2 separate regions of the Mus musculus genome follow, and region 2 is linked to region 1. Evidence: chromatin contacts called from public Hi-C data. All regions are on one chromosome and are shown on one strand. The core of a region is the stretch at or near the end of the contact, and the rest is flanking DNA. Distances in the headings are between cores, read along the strand shown. Region 1 overlaps Cdk5rap2 (CDK5 regulatory subunit associated protein 2). Region 2 overlaps Cdk5rap2 (CDK5 regulatory subunit associated protein 2).

The links. A called contact is a pair of places that touch in the nucleus more often than the background predicts.
Region 2: a contact with region 1 is called in a Hi-C map of cerebral cortex, with 2.9 times the contacts expected there. The contact joins two enhancer-like sites. A contact is called at or near these places in 1 of 39 promoter capture datasets (liver), 2 of 15 datasets of contacts at CTCF or cohesin (liver and pro-B cells), 46 of 484 Hi-C or Micro-C datasets (the AML12 cell line, B cells, ECoMG-derived neutrophils and 30 more), 6 of 115 datasets of contacts at active chromatin or transcription factors (CD8 T cells, astrocytes, embryonic stem cells and 2 more) and 4 of 9 other capture datasets (adipose tissue, embryonic stem cells, liver and 1 more).

What each region holds. Positions count from the first base shown.
Region 1 is chr4:70,256,803-70,263,128 of GRCm38.p6, forward strand. It overlaps Cdk5rap2 (CDK5 regulatory subunit associated protein 2), which reads right to left. Exons shown (of 37, transcript NM_145990.4): 26 at 533-581. Among named protein-coding and RNA genes, the nearest start is that of Cdk5rap2, 150 kb to the right of the region's middle. Within about 2 kb of position 2,474, at least 41 of the 459 cell types and tissues checked have an H3K27ac peak or open chromatin away from gene starts, as enhancers often do. A contact at or near this core is called in brain, cerebellum, cerebral cortex and 3 more, where this site is marked.
Region 2 is chr4:70,308,160-70,314,485 of GRCm38.p6, forward strand. The region is part of intron 14 of Cdk5rap2 (CDK5 regulatory subunit associated protein 2); the gene reads right to left. Among named protein-coding and RNA genes, the nearest start is that of Cdk5rap2, 99 kb to the right of the region's middle. Within about 2 kb of position 3,527, at least 59 of the 459 cell types and tissues checked have an H3K27ac peak or open chromatin away from gene starts, as enhancers often do. A contact at or near this core is called in brain, cerebellum, cerebral cortex and 3 more, where this site is marked.

The DNA.
Region 1 (6,326 bases), core at 1,224-3,723:
AAGTGCCTCATGTAACTATGTCAAGTGACAGGGCAAGAACAGCTGATCTTGAAACAGAGAGAAACATGGTGTTGGCGAGATGTGTGGTCATTTCTGCTCCAAGGAATGGCTTTCCTACTGCTCGGTGGCAGAGTACCGAGCTATGCAGAGCCGTAGTCAGGAGAATAAGGAGCCATGGGGGAGGAAGAAGGTAGGAGGTTGAAGGAAAGGGAAATAAAACAAATCAGCTGACATGTGTAAGTGCCAGGCTTAGGACAGTGGAACCATCAGTCACCTACAGGAAGATCTGCTTGCAGTCACTGACAGAAATACCACACACAAGTCACCTGAGCCTGAGGTGAAGCTGCAGGATCTACAGTGGTGCATGCTGCTTGTTTGGTGTGTGGCCACGGTTGGTCCTGTGGGTATTGGTGCCTTGTTTACAAGAAGCAGCAACGTTACAGAAAGAAAGGGAGCTTTAAGTTAAAAGGACTTGCAGGAAATCCGAGGGTGGACAGTCCTGGGGTTTTCTTAGCAGCTGCTACACACTCACCCCTTGAGCAGTTCATTCTGGGGATGTGGTTCCACTCTGGCTGATTTTCCTGGAAGCAGAGAGAACATCAGAGGATGAAAACAGTTTTCAAAACGGTTTGCTGGCACTTCCTTGTCCAGGTATTTGCAGAGCCATGGACCTGTCAGTTTCAGCTGAGTTTACTCATACTAGCTCCTCAGGAACTGGGTCCAGATAACTGGACTCAACTTAGGAAGCGGCCACAACGGTCTCTCTGAATGCTGCTCCTTCCACTCTCTAAACACGGTAACAGCAGGGCCTAGCTGCAAAGGCCTGTCATCCTAGCTATTTAGGAGACCAAGGCAGGAGGGTCCTAAATTCAAGTTGGTTCAAGCAACTTAGTAAGACTGTTTCATAATAATAATAATAATAATAATAATAAAAAGCACAAGATATGCTACTAGATCTAAGGAAACAGCTTAGTCAGTAAAGTGCCATACAAGCGTTAGGACCAGAGTTTGCTCCCTAGCACCTACTAATATATATTTGTATGTATATGTGTGTGTGTGTGTGCATATATATATATATGTATATATATATACATATATATATATATATACATATATATATATATATGCAGCAGCTTATGTCTAGAATTCCAGCCCTGGAGAGAGGGAGACAGAAGATCCCCAGGCCGTCTTCTTGGACAGGCAGTCTAGAAAAACCAGTCATCTCCAAGTTGAATGATACGGAAGATAGGGAAGACATGTAACATCAACCTCTGTCCTCTACTCCAGCAGCCCCTACCTTACACTTACACATACATACACACACACACACGCGCGCGCGCGCACACACACGCACCTGCACAAACACATGTATACACACATGAGCAGGTACATACACAGATACAAAATTTTTATAGGAGGGCTAGAGAGCGACTGTAGTGGTGCACAGGTTAGTGGTACGGTACAGCACAGGTGAAGTTCTGGGTTCCATCCCTAGTACCATAGAACATAACACAAATATCCTGTGGCACTAGAAAAATATATGCTCACCATGGGGAGTGAGCAATAGAATTATAAAGCCTCCTCTTCCCGCCCCTCCCCCGAGCTGGCACGCTCTTGAACTGCCTTCTGTTCTCTCCTCCAGGCATGTGGGCAGAGATGATGCTGACTTCATTTTTGCACAACCCATTTTAGTATATGCATTTCTCCTACTAAGTTTGCTTTAGAGACCTCCATTGTGAAGATCATGCTAACATTCTATGGCAGGAACACGTGGACTGTATCTTGCAGTTCCCTAGTGGGTATTTAGGTCATCTCCAAATTTTCATTTTAGTAAATAAATGACACAAATATATCTGTGCACACGGCTTTATCTGCATTTAAATTATTTCCCTAGGAAAGACGCTCAGAACTGGGATTAGTGGGGAAAGCAGTATTGAAAAGTGCAGTTGAGTGCAGTTGAAAAGGCCACTGTCGACAGCAGGGGAAATGACTAACAGAAACAACAAAAGAAAACAAAAATAAAGCACAGGATGCTGTTGGGAGAAAGACGCTGTGCTCTGTTCTTGCGTGTCATCGTTTGAAAGGATGCACAGGCCCAGATTTCAAAGCAACTAACAACTTTATTTTAAAAATACTTCAAAACTCTGGAAATTGCAGACCAGGATGAGCTCTTTGAAGAAACTGATGCATGGCTAAAGAAGAAGATAAAAAAGCCCTTCTTTCGTTGCCTTGAAAAAGGAGACTATAATTAGACTGTCCCCACAGTGCTCTAAACTCCCAAAGGAAAAGTCCCAAAACATCCCCGGTAAGGAAAAAGAACACCAGAGCGAGTGGGTTTGTTTCTCATCGGGATTCAGCTTACAGTTCTCACAGGGGGGCCTGCGTGGCAGGCAGGCTCCATCTCTACCCCGGCAGGTCACCACATACCTGCTACTGTACAGCACTGTTACCCTCAGAAAAAAAGACGCATGGACCCAGTGTGGAGGCAGCAGCCCTGAGCACAATGACTTTAGAATGGACTCTCCGCCTTGGGTTCACTATAATCCTACAGTACCAACACTTGCTTCCACTTTACAGCAGGAAGGGCAAGCCCGAGGCTCTGCGCTCTATTCTCACCTTACTGCAGGCTACAGCTCAGAAGCGAGCAGGGTCATGGCAGGTACAGTCAACACTCTATGCCTGGATTTTCTTGGTCATATCTTTCCCATACTAGGGAGACTCTGTGGCTTCCAGAGGTTGGCTGTCGACCAGCCTGGTAGATGCTCTCACGTCTCTAGTGCGTGTCTATGTGTGACTTCTGTACAACTCGTCAAAAGGAGGAAGTCATAGTGACTAAGCCAGATCTCAAAGCCCCAGAGTGAAGGATGGTCCCTAATGGGTCAGGCACCTATCTTCTGAAGGAACAGCCTAGTTGGCACTGGGGCTGCTCACCAGCCTTCAGCTGATGAAAAGCCTCCAACCTCAGACCTCAAGACAGGCCACCAGCCAAGCCTTGCCACCAGCTAGAAGCTACATAAGTACCGCCAAGCAAACACAAGATGGCAGCCTGCTCCATGGGGATCACTGTACACTGAGAGTCATTTCCTTCAGGCACATAGCAGATGTCTTTGGTCTGGGATAGCTGTAAGCATCCTGAGCCTCCCAATCATGAGTACATCTTAAAACCATCAAAGATCTGGACTCATGCCCACAGAAGCAAGTGTCTCAGTGCCACCAACAGAGTGAGCTCTCTCACTGTTAAATAAAAGATCTTTTGAGTAGCTTGTATTACATCCATCCATTCCTCTATCACAATAGGGTCCTTTTAAAGTGAAGTGACAAATGGCCGTCATTTGGGGATTCATGAGGGGATCGTAACCACTGATAAACTGAGTTTCTTGGTGGAAACTGCCTCCACATAGGTGGCAGGAGACCATCTGTCAGCTATGGCAGGAGCTTGGGATGCACAGCATGAAAGCACTGTTTCCAGCTCTCTGGCAAACCTAAGAACTGTGAGCTCATGCAGTGAGGGAGTATCATGTTTTAAAACAGACATCAAAAAAAAAAAAAAAAAAAAAAAAAAAACCCAGCTTTCCCTTTCTTGGGTGACAAACAAGAAGACCACAGTGAGAATGTGACTTGTGAATGGCTAACCAGACTGTCGCTTGCTGCTCTTCAGAAGCCTCTTTTGGCACACAATTTCTCACCACGACTCGACATGATCCCCGTACTCAAACCCAAGTTCCTGGTGTCTCCAACTCCAGGCCATTCTTCTTCTCTCCTTTCGACCACGGCTCCTCTCAGGAGCCTGGCACACACCGAGGATAGAAGGGTGGATGCAGAGCTGTCCGGTCTGTCCTCGGTGAGCTCACCTCCAAGGAGACAGTTACAGGGTGTGGGGATGAGGGACAGTGTGGTAGCGGTGAAGGCAAACACAGTCCAGTATCAGCCAGAGGGGAAATTAGAGGTGGGGGATGGAGGGAGCTTTGTGCCTCTCCCCTCCGCCCCAAGGTTCATTTGTTTGCTTTTAAGGCAAAAATCTTCTATGTATCCCAAGCCAGCCATACACCCACAATCTTCTTCCTCAGCCCTGCTTGGGATGATAAACCTGTGCTACCATGCCAGGCATCTGGGCTTCATCTCTGAAGCAAAAACCATTCTATACAGAGGAGGTGATTCCATGGTGACAGGAGTCAGACCCTTTGTTTAACAGCCTGGGACACTGTTATCATCCATCCCTCCTCTCCTCTCCCCTCCCCTCCCCTCCCCTCCCCTCTCCTCCTCTCCCCTCCCCTCCCCTCCCCTCCCCTCCCCTCCCTCCTTCCCTTCCTCCCTTTTGTCTGAAGTTTTCCCTCTTCTCCCAGTCCTTCCCTTCATGGATCTCCCCTCTACCCTACCTCCCAATCCTCTCTTCCTCGATTTCTCTTCAGAAAAGGGCAGACCTCTCATGGATACCAACCATGGCAATATCAAGTTACAGACAGACCAGGTACCTCTTGCAATGCTTGCTGTCACTTCCCAAATGCTGTATGTTTCCAAGGGCAACACGAGACACTTAAAATAAGCTCACTTAATCCTTACAAACAACTCTGCTAAGGTAGGTGCTGCTACTTCCATAGAAGACATATGACCTTTGAAGTCGAATGACCCATAAACCAGGGTATTAACTCCAATATCTGACTCCAAAGGCCACTCTAGCTTCCCTCTGATAGCCTATACCACAAAGTCAGACTGACATGTGTGAGTTGCAGATAACCCAGAGTGAAGTACAGGAACAAGCTCTCTCTTCTATGGGGTGAACAGAGAGAGCTTTGAGAGGAGCGATACAATTTCTATAGAGAGTGAGTACAGCCTGGGTAGAAAGGCACTGGTCTGAGCAGTCAGAGAACGGGAAACGTGACAGGAACCTTTGGTCTCCACATCCAGCCTGACTCGAATGAGACAGGGACACAGATATCGAAGTGGTCTGAACCGGCTGTGAAAGAAAACCTCCAATTCGGACTCTGCCATCTCCTGTGTGACCTCTCATGCTCCTCACATGTATAGTTCCTCCTGTGCTGAGAATACAGCAAACATACAGTGAACGCCACCTTCCACATCCCTGCACTGGTTTTTCCATCACACCAGGGAAAGTCTTGAGAAGGAATGAGGAAAAGTGTCAAGGCAAAGGATCCTTAGTGACTGGCTTCTATTTAAGAGGCTAAACCTTGACAGCCATACCGAGTTCACTGAAGGGCTATCTCGGAATTGTCTCTGCAGCAATTCTAGCACTCTGCTCAATTACTGCATTCCTCATACCAGCGTGTCTCTGAAGACACCATGATGGGCTATGCTGGGAAACCCGACTGCAACTCCAGCTACAGATCTACTCCGTGTCTGAGTCTGTGGAAGATCTAAACGCTACAGACCTTCACTCTAGGAAAGTGAATGCTCCACAGCATCTTCCCAGTCCAGACCCCTCATGGGACCCTAAGTTTCCAGCTCTGCCCTTAGCAAGTGTCAAGAAAGCGCATTACTACCTACCCTACCCTGCGGCTTAGATTCTGCCAACCGAATGCTGTGACAGAAATAGCAAGGATGCACTGAGATTCCAAGTCAGTGTTCTTTACAACGGTCCCCAAATGGACACAACCTAAGCGTCCATCCCTTGGGAATCATCAAATAAGGCAAGGGACATTTATATAGAAAATGTTCTGCAGCCACTAAAGCTTAATGTGTGTTATCAATCACTGAGCAAAGGGAAAGGTTGCAAAGAGTCCTGTTGCTATATAAAAAAAAAAACCCACATTTCTAAAGGGTCCAGGCACAGAAACTCGGAGACTGCCCATGCACGGCTACACAAATGATACAATCAGGGTAGTGTCTGCCTAGCTATCATTCCACAGGAAACATGCTTGGTATTACTTTTTAAGGTCTATATTTAAATGTTTGACAACCTTTGCCATACACCTACTTTACATGCCAATTACTTTATTGTAAATCCAGATCATAATGCAAGAGCCAGACTCCTACCATGGAATCCAAGAAATATCAGTCTCTGTGCCTCTTTTTCTTCCCTGCATAGGGAGGAAGCTGCAGTGAGGTTCCTGTGGCCTTTGTACCTCGAAGAAAGTGAGGTTCTACACGTGCCATCTGCTAGCTCTGAATGTTCCTACCTCCAGAGGAAACAACAAGCGGGATGTTTGTCAGATTCTGGCTGAGAGCGAAGACATTGAGCAGCCAGCTGAAGAGGGAGAGGAGCTGGTGCCAGAGGCAACTTTCCCCTCACCTCCCTGGCCAAGGCCAGGGCCAGGACCAGCTGAAGAAAACACAACAAAGCATTATGGGCTTGGTCAATCCAGTTTTAT
Region 2 (6,326 bases), core at 2,277-4,776, 52 kb after region 1:
GGTGCAGCCAGTTAGCAGTTTGGGGATTTGAAAAGTTGCTAATTAATAGCTTGGACATTCCCACCTAAAAATCAATGGGTAATGACTATCACTTCTTGAAATTATGGAGGTTAAGATTAAATTATGCTAAAGAACTACAGACATCTGGAGAAACAGCTAACTCCAGTACTCAACAGAGAAAAAGTTCAAAGGCATGATGTGTCCCCAGCATTCTGTCGTGCCAAAAGATGCATGCTGTAAGATCTGAGCAATGACTGCCAGAGCCTCTGCAAGAGGACAAAATAGAGGTGCAGGGTATCAAACAGAGTTTCAGTTATACAAGTAAGTCCCAGAGATGTAGTGCACAGCAAGATGACGAAGGTGAACAACTGAGTGCCACATACTTGACATCAGCTAAAAAACAAACAAACAAACAAACAAAAAAGAAACCATGGGGAAAGGTAGCAGTGTGAGGCAATGAATGTGTTAATTATCTTGTTTATGGTGATTATTTCACAATAGCTAACTGTATAACTTTAAGTGTGTGTCTGTATGTGTGACACTGTGGTATGTGTACATGTGTGTCTCTGTGTGTTATTGGTACTAAAGACTGAACCCAGAGAATTGGGCATGCTAGTCAAAAACTCCATGTGGCAGTAAATTACATCCCAGCTACCACATCCTGATGTTTGTCAATTATAATCCGACAAAGCTGGCAGGCAGACAGACAGACAGACAGACAGACAGACAGACAGGTGATGTCTAAATAATGATGAAAACTTGCCCAGAAGTTACAGAAGTCATTTTAAAGCTCTTACTAGACAAACATGAGACAATTTAACATCAAAATAATTATATTACAAAGTCCAAAACTGATACAAACAAATACATGAGAAAAAGGCTTTGTTTTATAGTAAAATGGTTTATTAATACTTATGGGAAGAATGATGGGGTCAGAAAGCCTATCCATTTGGCAACCATCATGGTAATAAACAATTCAGGCAACAGACATGAAAGGGTGCTAAACCTGGAGGGTGAGTCTCTGAATATTAGGCAATTTACAGACACCGCCCCTAAACTCTTCTCTAGTACACAGAAAAAAAAAAGAGCAACTGGATAGTCAAGAACCTGAAAACAGTCTTTGTGAATATATCAAAGCCAGCATAGCTAGTAACTAGACACATGGACTTTGTAGCATAAAACAAGAGAGACTTATGAACAAAGCATCGCCACTATGATACTTCCACAAAAGATGCACCAACCAAACCACATTACCAAACACACAGCAAGCAGGCCCGCATGAAGAGCATGGTAACCGTTCTGCACAGTTCAAATGGCCAGGGTCATGGGACTAAAGAATCAAGCCTGAAAATCTCAAGATGGGATTCCAAATCAGACCTCTGTGCAAAGCATTGCTGAGGCAGCCGATGAACTGTGACTCAGCCCGAGACTTAGGTGGCACTGAGGAGTCTATGCTCATTCCTGCTATGGTAGCTCCATGAATGCTAGGGAAATATCCCGTCCCTGGAAAAGTGAAGGCTGCTGCTCACAGTCTTCTCAACCTCACTAACACATAGAGGGTGCACACACAAATATGCCCAGAGAGCACAGCTGCACCTTCTGTTCGCTAACCTCCAACCGAAACTACCATCTTTCTATTGCAGTTGCCACATGAGCACTAAGGCTAGATCTATACACGGCCAGCTAAAATCGGCTATTTGTAAGTGCCAAAGAGATTTCAGAACACTTATTCTTCTTACTACTTCAAAGCTGCTGTCACTATCCTCACTGTTAAATTTTATTATTTGTATATATCAATTAAAGATATCATTTATCTAGAAAATTTTTTATACTTTGATAACTGAGTTTCAATACATTGGTTCACTTCCTAAGCCAATGCACGTGTAACGTCTGTGCCTTTAACCCTTTTATTTTCCAGGATATGGGTCTTTTGGCTTACACTGGGCTGCCAAAGAAACACAGTGGGCAAAAGGCTAAGCACCCTAGGACCAAAGAGAACAGTGCTGCTCTTCCAAGTCCAGCAAGGATGCTAATCACCAGGTAGATATCCAACTGGAAATCTCACTGCAGGCCACTGGCCCCAGTATTCCTAAATGCTTCTGCATTCAACAGGGCCCCATGGGGTTCTCTCAGAGCTTGCCTGCACACAAGCACTGGAAAGGACATCAAGACAAGGAAAGCCACCAAGTCTTTGATGTAGTCAGGGTATCTTGTCTCACAGTACACCATTTCTGCCTTTCCCATTACTAGCTATGCCGACTTCATAGGCTGGTTATGATAAATACTCTATAAGTAGTCTCCCATTGACTCTAAATACAACTGTGTGTAGAGATGACACCCTTCCTCCAATTCTAGAAATGAAGACACAGGGAAGGTGATCAACGTCAGAATCATGAGGTAGGACATGGGCTCCTCAGCACATCCATACCTGTCTCAGGAGGTTAAAAGACGTAAGTGAATTAATCAATGCGTGGTGCCTGGCATGGGGTGGACACTGGGTGTCGCCCTATGTACCATGCTCTGGAGCTGTGCTGCACACTTGATAAAAACCCTGGACAGTTGTAATATATGGAGTTCTATATCCACCTGCTCAGTTATAATATATGGAGTTCTATATCCCCCTGCTCAGTTATAATATACGGAGTTCTATATCCACCTGCTCAGTTGTAATATACGGAGTTCTATATCCACCTGCTCAGTTGTAAGTGAGCCAGTCCACTTCACTGATAATCAGCAGTTAGGATATGGACTTGTATGTGATGTTAAAGTTAACCAAGGGTTAAAAAATAGAGCAAAAAATGGAATTCTAGTGTAGAGAATTTCAGTAGTACAGGCTCTAAGCCACAAGGACTGGCATGTCAAGGCCCCAATTTGCAAGCCAGCTCTCCCCTCCTCTTTTTCCTGGCAGCCCACCACACTCCTTAGCTTCTGTCTTCATTCTTTTTCTCTGCCTTCCATCTCTGGGATCTCAGACAATCCTCCCCATGTCTCAAAGTCCCTCAGAGACCCCAGAGATGGAGAGACACTGCTTATCACTCTCCAGTGACACTCCAGTGCACTTCATAGGCTCTTCTCTAGCTCAATCTCAAAAGGAGTCTTCTCTAGCCAAGAAAGATGCCCTCCTCTGGTCCTGAAGCACCCATTCACTTTCACCCAGAGCTTTCGTGCCAACCACCTGTTCAGTCTGAGCAATGCATATAGCAGTTATCCTAAACCAGGCCTGGTGTCTGGCACAAATCAAATCCTGCCATAAACACTCGCTGAACTGATGATTAAATAGGTAAGAGGGGAACACAGGGACTGATATGAATCTTAAGAGCAGAGATTCCTGTGGATATTTTGCATAATGGAAGTCAGAGTGAGTCAACGTCTTCCTAGAAGCAAATTGCTCACCCATGTTAAATAAATGAACTCTTCGGAGCCATTTGCGTCCCATTTCATCAATCACCTATTCCCCTGCGCTGGCTCATGCCCCATTAGAATGAAGTCATTTGGCTCCCTCAGCAGAGCTGACAGCCAGTAGATTTCCTTGGCACAGAAGAGAGCTAGGCTGCCTGGGGATGGTGGGCAGTGAGGCACCCTCCCCAACAGCATCTCCAATCACGGAACAGCTCAACAGGAGGTCTCTCAGCACAGACACTTGGCACTGCGCCTGGCACACACCTTCATGTGTGGCTCTGCAGTGCATCCTCCACAGTGCACAGATCACCCACTCACCACTATCAGAATGTGCTAGAAACATAACAGCAGTCCACAGGCAGACACTGCTCCTCTGTGAGCAAGGCCCTGAGCCCTTATTAAACCAGCACAACTGTCTCTTGAGCATTCTAAGATTTAGACAGAGACATCTCACACCCATTTAGGAATGGCGGTGTCTACACTAAGTCCAAGTCTTTTGTCCTCAAGTCAATGGCAGTCCCTCAGGTTTCCCACAGCCGTCCACATGGTACCTATGAGAACCTTCAGTTTGTTCCCAATCCAAGTCACTCTTCATAGCTGCTGAACTCAAACTATTCTACGCTATATTCCGGAGCATTCAACCCAGAGCAAACTTACAAGCATGTCTTTATTATCTCTAATCCTCTGAGAAGGACAGATTAGAATCTGCCTCAAAGACTAGGAAGGCACATTTTAGAGAGATCTGGTGACTTGACAAAGGCCAGAGATCTAAAGTAGCATGACTGACATCATGAACCCAACAAGGGGAGGGGCACTTTCTGCCATGGGTTTCAGAATGACTTCAAGAAAACACATGTCCAGTGCAGACCGCAATCTGAAGAGACAGCAGACCAGTAAAGAGAAGGCTTAATGCATCATTTCCTGCTAATCAGGGCAATTTGGTGACCCGGTAGATGGATGGGGCCCATTTCAGCAGCTGTGTCACAACCCTGCAACAAAGACATCTATTTTAATACTCACAAAATGCAGCCGCATATCCCAACCAGGTCAACAACAAAGTTAGAAATCACGCCTGTGGCAAGTCACATATAGCCAGAGAACTTCACACCCTCTTCTTCAGTTCCCTGATCACCTAAGCATTAATTCTCGGGATCACACATGCTTAGCAGGAACAGAAACACTACCATAGCCCTGAGCTCTTTGTAAAAATGGGCAGAGGATAAATCCTAAATCAACATGAAATGGCCAAGGGCATAGCAGAAGAAATCCACATTTTCTACAAGGAAAGAACAACCATTTGAAAAGCAAACTTTTCTTAAGGGAATAGAGAAGAGACAGTAAGGCTATAACAGCCAGGAGTTCTTAAATTGACACCCAAAAACGTATAACTCTCAAGTGTAATTTACAATTCCTTATCCGCAATTTGCAATTAGTCCTGCACAACAGAATTATGTCCTTTGCCAAATATTTCAGCATTGTGCACAATATTTTAAAAATTGCCAAGATGTGGATACTGCCACATGTCCATACAATGTCCTGGTACCCATGGTTATACGAGGGACAGATATTACTCAGCACAAAATAAATTAATTAATCAAATATTAAAATATTCAATTTTCATAAGATCATAAACATCCTGATCAATGAACTACACAGGACTACGATGCTATTCCAAAAGCAAAGTTTAATAAGCACATGATGTAAATCAGTGAAGATCTCTTCTCTAAACTATCTTGTTTGGATTTCTACTGTTGCAATGAAGCACCATGACCAAAAAAGCAAGTTGGGGAGGAAAGGGTTTAATTGGCTTACACTTCCTTGTGGATTACACTTGTAGTTCCTTATTGAAATAGGGCAGGGACCTGGATGCAGGAGGTAATGGAGAGGCCATGGAGGGGTGCTTCTTACTGGCTCGCTCCCAAGGCTGCTCAGCCTGCTTTTTTATAGAATCTAGGACCAGCAACCCAGGGATAGTACCACCCAGAACTGGCTGGGACCTCCTCCATCAATAATTTTAAGAAAATATCCTACAGCTCGATCTTACGGAGGCATTTTCTCAATTCAGGTTCCTTCCTTTCAAATGACTCGAGCCTGTATCATGTTAATATAAAATTAGCCAGGACATTACCTGACCTAAACTGTTTAGTTTCAAAACATGCTACCTTTTTACAGGTCCTGTGCACCTCAACAGTTCCATGAACTTTGGTCCAAATCAAAAAAAAAAAAAAAAAAATTGGCTAAGACTTAGTTCTTGGACTGCTCATCGAGCCATGCCCAGGATCGGGTCTGTCACTGTAGCACCATGAAGGTACTGTCTGCCAAAACATTTCTGTGCCCTACTGGAAAACAAATCCCAGCCTACCCATCCACTACAACCACCACTGCCTCTCCATGAACCTGTAACTGTCCCCTCTACAGTTGGAGAACTGCAGGATGGTATGGCACAAGAGCACAAGGGCAGCCTCCAGCTCTTTGCCAGCCTAAGGTCTACATCTGTCTTGATGGATATCCATGCTCTCCAGTTTGTTCATTATTGTGAGAAACTCCTTTCACAAAACCACAAGTCACAATCAACCATTCATCAAGGGACTAATTTGCCTAATTTTAAAAAGGTTTAAAGAACCTGACCTATAGTTGACATCTTTTCTTTTGCACACAGGCTGCCCATACTGCAATATTCATATCATCACTCAATGCACATTTCCAGAGCCAAATATAGGGCTGAGCTCTGGATTCAGAGATAAGCTCCAGTTTCTACTCCGGAAGTGCCTGCCAGTGGTGCTGCACCTGGCCCAGGGGAGGAGAAGCAGAAGGATGGGGCCAACAAGAGCAACTACAGGAGGAGTATGCTACAAAAGAGGGGCCAGTAGAGTGCTGTAGGATCAGGGAAAGTTACCCTAGACAGGTGTCTACAGGGATACTCAGGG